2 separate regions of the Hordeum vulgare genome follow, and region 2 is linked to region 1. A link is a contact called in public Hi-C data. All regions are on one chromosome and are shown on one strand. The core of a region is the stretch at or near the end of the contact, and the rest is flanking DNA. Distances in the headings are between cores, read along the strand shown.

What was found. A called contact is a pair of places that touch in the nucleus more often than the background predicts.
Region 2: a Hi-C map of seedling shows a contact between it and region 1, with 3 times the contacts expected there. The contact joins two enhancer-like sites. A contact is called at or near these places in 2 of 6 Hi-C or Micro-C datasets (leaf and seedling).

Annotation. Positions count from the first base shown.
Region 1 is chr6H:463,990,055-463,992,894 of MorexV3_pseudomolecules_assembly, reverse strand. No RefSeq gene overlaps it. Among protein-coding and RNA genes, the nearest start is that of LOC123402948, 57 kb to the right of the region's middle. Within about 2 kb of position 1,379, at least 3 of the 3 cell types and tissues checked have open chromatin away from gene starts, as enhancers often do. A contact at or near this core is called in leaf and seedling, where this site is marked.
Region 2 is chr6H:464,198,273-464,200,972 of MorexV3_pseudomolecules_assembly, reverse strand. It overlaps LOC123403026 (U-box domain-containing protein 5), which reads left to right. Exons shown (of 7, transcript XM_045097005.1): 7 at 1-721. The coding sequence ends at 391. Among protein-coding and RNA genes, the nearest start is that of LOC123403026, 5.9 kb to the left of the region's middle. Within about 2 kb of position 1,377, at least 3 of the 3 cell types and tissues checked have open chromatin away from gene starts, as enhancers often do. A contact at or near this core is called in leaf and seedling, where this site is marked.

The DNA.
Region 1 (2,840 bases), core at 130-2,629:
TTGGCTCGGCTGCTGCTCAGCTTACTGGTGTGGTGCCTCTTTTCGTCCACTCCTCCAGCGGCAGCGGCAGTGGAAGTCTTCTTTTCGTCCACTCCTCCAGTGGCAGCGGCAGCGGCAGCGGCAGTGGAGGTCGATCACGCAGGCTGGCTGGCCAAGTTCATGGCACCGAGGAGAAAGGAACATCCCTTTCCTTGCCGTGTGCGCGGCGGACACGCTTCGCTTTCGTGGTTGCGTCTGTGCGCCTTGCGGCCTTTGCCTTGCCTTGCCCCGCCCAGGCTGCAACTGCGACTGCGGGTGAGTGGCTGCTGCCGATCGGGGGGTGCTTAGGCGAACTAACCGGGGTACTAGCATGCTCTAATGCACGCGTGAGCCAGTGTGTGTGTGGGAGTGAGTGGCGACACGTTCTGTCTTTGACGGGCGCTTAGTTCGGTCAAGTAAAATGCATCTACGCTTTGATCGGATTCTGACGGATGTGGTGCAGGATAAGGTTTTTAGTGGCCTGTTGTGCATCCAGCTAAGGTCGTGTTTGGATTGGATGTATTTCAATACGGAGGTATACAACTTACATCTGTAATTTATTGGTCGCTGTGCAAATTCCATCCGGAAATGAATCGACGGCTGCATGTGTGTATTTTTTACAAGTGTATTTAAAAGGAAAATGATGATTCAAACAGGGCCTAATGGCTGTGCCGACACCCCCATGGAGAAAGGATTTTGCTTTTACTCTTTTGCGACGAAAGAAAAGACGCAGATGGAAACTTAATTTGGCGCGTCTACACCGCACAGCGAATGAGCTGCAATACACGTGAAACAAAATGACCACGGACTTGTAAAGAGCGCGGCAGCCAAGCCTCAAGAACTATACGTGGATGCATGGATGTGTGGTAGACCGTAAGCGTGATGTACACGTACATAGAAAAAAAATGCAGTCCTGGTATTCACGTGTGACTAGTTAACCATCGACAACTTTGCTAGTGGCCACTGGAGTGCTGCGTCTCAGATGACATCTCGACCTCATTAATCGTCAGGCTTGAAGGTTGAAGCACACTAAGCTCCAATAATGCATTCAGCCGGCATTTTTATTCCACAAGCTAATCATTTGCACGTAGGTACCCATCATCTTAATCCTCCCCATTTCTACTGAAACACCAGTAACCTTCACTTATTGGCTTGCATTTGGGCTGGAAATTCTCAACGGGCCCCATGGTCTTGAGACCTGCTGCATGCATTGCTGTTAAGTTTACTTGGCTTTTGAGAGGCTTGACTTCCTGTTCCCGTGGCCTGTGACATTGCACCTTTGCCCTTAATCTTCACAGCTGTGTAGAGGTAGAGGGAGGCCTAAAGACGGAAGGAAGGAAGGCATCCGACACAAGGGAATGGAAGAGCGAGCCACCCGAAAAGGATACCTACCAGCTATCTGTTCTTCTCTCGGGGGACCTATCCATCATTCTGGGGCCCTGGCTCTTGGGGAGCCAACAAACTTGATAAAGACCAGATGCCGCTTGCTTGCCCTATGATTGATTACTCGCTCCATGCATGTTTCTCATACTCCACCTCAGCCCCTTGAGCAAACTCAAACGACTGGTCATTAACCGTGTGGATGATTGGGTGCCTTCTTTACTATTTTAAAGCTTGGAGTTGGTGAGCGGTGCTTCTTCTGACTCCAGTCCTGTGTCTCTTTTCCATGCCTTTCCGGAAGAGAATTATGCTAATGTTTGACTCAAAAGTCCACCAAAAATAATGCTCATAATCTTCTCATCTGTTATAAATTTGTTCTTCGTGATCATCGTCTTCGATTTGTTTCAACCATTGTCGGTGCACTGAAGACTAGGGTCTCCTGTGCTTTAGACTTGTGCACGGGCGTCGGCAACACCCTTGGCGGCAGTACACGAAGAAGGCTGACGGGAAAGATAATACAAGCTCACCAAGGCCACACCCCCTCGAAGGGTGTGAAGAACAAGCCCAAGCTACAAGGCCCCGGCAAACCCTCCTTGCCGGGAAGACCCACAAGGCCTCGGCAAGCCCTCCTTGTCGGGAAAAGACGCAAGGCCCCGACAAGCCCTCCTTGCCAGGAAGACGTCCGAGGCCCCGACAAGCCCTCATTGCCGGGAAGACAGGTTAGACCACAGGCAAGGACGCCAGGCCGACAAGCTCCCTTCGCCCGCCAGGTGTCCCTCCTGCCACAGTGCCACCGACTGCCACCGCTCCAGCGCATCCCTCATGCGCCAGCACAAAGCCCATGGGTACGTGTCGATGCCACCTTGATGCAGGTCAGGGGGGCTGACAAGGCATTTACTGCCCCTGACACTACTGTAGATAGATAGCGGTGAACCCTGTTCACTATGCGACTCGTGAACCCACTACAGAGCACTGTTGGTGACCCCTTTGCCTATAAAAGGAGGCCCAAAGCCCAGTTCTAGGGGTTGGACCTTTTGGGATTTTAGACTCTTTGATCACCAGCCGAAAGGCAATTACTGTAGCAAGTAACCCTAAACTAAGCACCCAATACAACAAGCAAAGCAGGAGTAGGGTTTTATGCACTAAGTGGCCTGAACCTGGGTAAAAACCTTGCCGGTGCTGATCACTAGCTCTGCTCTTGGCGCCACCCAACTCCCCGCCAAACGATCAAGGGATCCGTCGAGGTTCCCACAGGCGTGTCAATTTTCCCGACATCTTTGGCGCCAGGTAGGGGGCCTGAGAGCTTTTTCGCGAATCCGAGCGAGCTCTGCACCAGATCTTTGGAAGTTGAGCACACTACTGTGGTTCCCCAAAGCGGGATGCAACGATGGTCGCTCCACTCTGCCATAGCCTCCTAGCGCCTGCGCAAGCGCAGGCCAAGG
Region 2 (2,700 bases), core at 128-2,627, 210 kb before region 1:
ATGCCTTGGTTCCATTGCAGAGTATCTAGACACAGGAAGCCCTAAAGAGCGAGAACTTGCAGTGATAATCCTTCTGGCAATATGTTCCCGTAGCGTGGAGGATTGCTCCCACGTGATGAAGGAGGGCGTAATCCCCGCCCTCGTGGACCTGTCGGTGAACGGGATTGATGAAGCGAAGAGTTGCTCGTTCAAGCTACTGAATCTTCTTAGGGACATGAGGCAAAGCGAGATCAACAACTCGTGTTCACAGGAAGTGGCGGCCGCCGAGGTGATAGTAGAGGATCCTCCCACGGAGAGCCCGATTCACAGGCGGCCAGCATCGAAGTCATCTGGGTTTTTCCAAAGGAAGCTGAACATTTTCTCGAAACCTCGGTCCCTGACGCTGTTTTGAGGACAGAGTTTGTAGGCCTTGTACATGTTAGTACAACACTAACCGTTCTTTTTTTGCTTGGCATATATAGATGGTAAAAGTAGCAGTTGTATTGCCCGGATGAAATGCTTGGTGAGATGATCTTTTTCATCCTCGAGTCTTTCGGTATATATTGGTTAGCAGATTTACCAGTCTTGCAGATTGTAGATGTGTGTGTATAAGAAGTAAAGAAAGACAGCTGGTATAGTTCCATCCATGCCTGCCTTCAGTGGCAAAAAGTTTGCCTTTTTGTACCCTACTGTTCCACAGTAGCTGGAAAGCCCCAAATGAATGAAGATTTTACTCATCTTATTCTTATCTCAACAAAGCAGGGCAAGTGGCTCATCCTATTATTTGCCAGAAAAGAGCTCTTTCTCATGCCTTGGGATAAGATAAGTAATTCTAATGGAAATTTCCCAACTTGGGTAATTGTAAGTGGGAATTCTAAGCTCCTTCTCATGCACAATGAAGGATGTAATTTCCCAACTTGGGTAATTCTAAGTGGAAATTTACCAGTGCTGTTCAATGATATATACACACACAAGTTGCCATTTGGTCAGCTGGAGCCATCCCGCGGCACTCATATCATACAAAAAAATTGGCTGGCATCACCATCACATTATGATGCAGAATGCAATCATGCGGCCTCTTTCGCAACTGCGCAGTCGCCTTTGTTTGTGCCAATTGCTGGGCGTCCAGGTGCTCCGGATCCGTCCCGCAGGCGGGCCGGCGCTCCAAGGATCCGCAGATCTGTTGTACCCTTTTATGTCAGTCATCGCACGATGGATCGTGAAGACGGTTACCGAGCAGGCAAAGGAGGAAGAAAGAAAGAAAAAGAAAGACGAATGGAGCTCGCAATCATGCCGGTTTCAGTCGCCATGATTGGCTCGGGCTGGCCAGCACCCCGTGCAGTAGTTCGGTGCCGGAGATCGTCTCCTGCCCGGTGCAGGGAACCTGACCTGGTACGTGCATGCATGTGTGGAGAGCATCAGGTATGGTACTGCCACTGGTGGCGCTCAGCTTTGGGTTTCGTCCCGTCCCGGTCCTTTCCGGAGTGTTCGCTTTTCGCTGGATCAGCGCCGTTAATGCCCATGGCGCGCCCGATCATCCCGCACTCGACGCCCATCATCCCAGTCATGGTCGTCCAATCTGTGGATGGATGGATGGATGGGCGGACTGATGCCGACCATGGATGTGTCTTCTTCGTCCTATGATGACGCCCAGGTGCGACGCACCGTGTTGCCATGCCGGCATCTTGCTCGTTTGTCCCTTTCCTTCGGGGCAATGCAAAAGGCACCGTTCTGATGATCACCTCCCGTGCTCCTGGCGCCAGGGGAGTGAGGGCAACTCCACCACGGATCACCGAAACAAACCTCACCAAATGTTCACGGAGACGTTCGAACTGTTGATAACATTAGCAGTTTTTTGATTAGTTTAATCTAGGAATAAATCACGAACATGATGTACGCGTTGCTAAGCATAAATTGATATTCGATGAGATGAGCACTTACTACTTAAACAATAGACACATCTACACATAACGCTGGTAATTAACATGAACGGGATAAGGGAGTTATACCCTTCAATAGGCCACAGGCCACGCAGACACCGCAGCCGAAACGGTCTCCTAAGTTGCCTTCTTCTCGGCTTCAAGTTTTTCGACGACGAGTCGGTCTTCAGTGGCCATGGCGGCAAGGATGGCGACGTGGATTTAGACGATGCAACTAACGTAGATGGAAGGCGGCGAGTAGTCGCGTACGTAGGAGACTCTCTTCAAAAACCTAACCATCCCTTTCTCGTACATGTTCTGGAGAGGCGGTGGTTTCGGAGGCCTGCTGTCACGTCAATCGTGTACGTGGTGGACAGAAAGGGATCACTCATAGCAGCCACAACAAAAAGATGTCGGGGTGGTGCGCATGGAGGCAGAGTACATGCGACGTGTTTTTCTCGTGGCGGTTAGGGTTACCGACGCCCCCACATCCAAGTCAGCAACACTCCGCGATCCAACGTTTTAGATCGTGGCTCGTCTGCTAAGGACTCTCAGCTCGGCTCATTTCCTCAACCCGTCGCGTGACGCGAAGAGGCATGGCGAGAAGGACGACGGAGAAAGAGCGCACAACAACCACTTCTCTTCTCAAGCTTCAATAGCATGTGAAAGAGAATCCCTTATAAGCAGGTCCAACTTCTTCTCCACCAACGGAGTGGGACTAAACTTTCATCACTTCCTTGTCATAACATCTACATGGGCCCATAGAGATTTTTGTGAAATTGTTGGATGGGTCTAAAGCCCA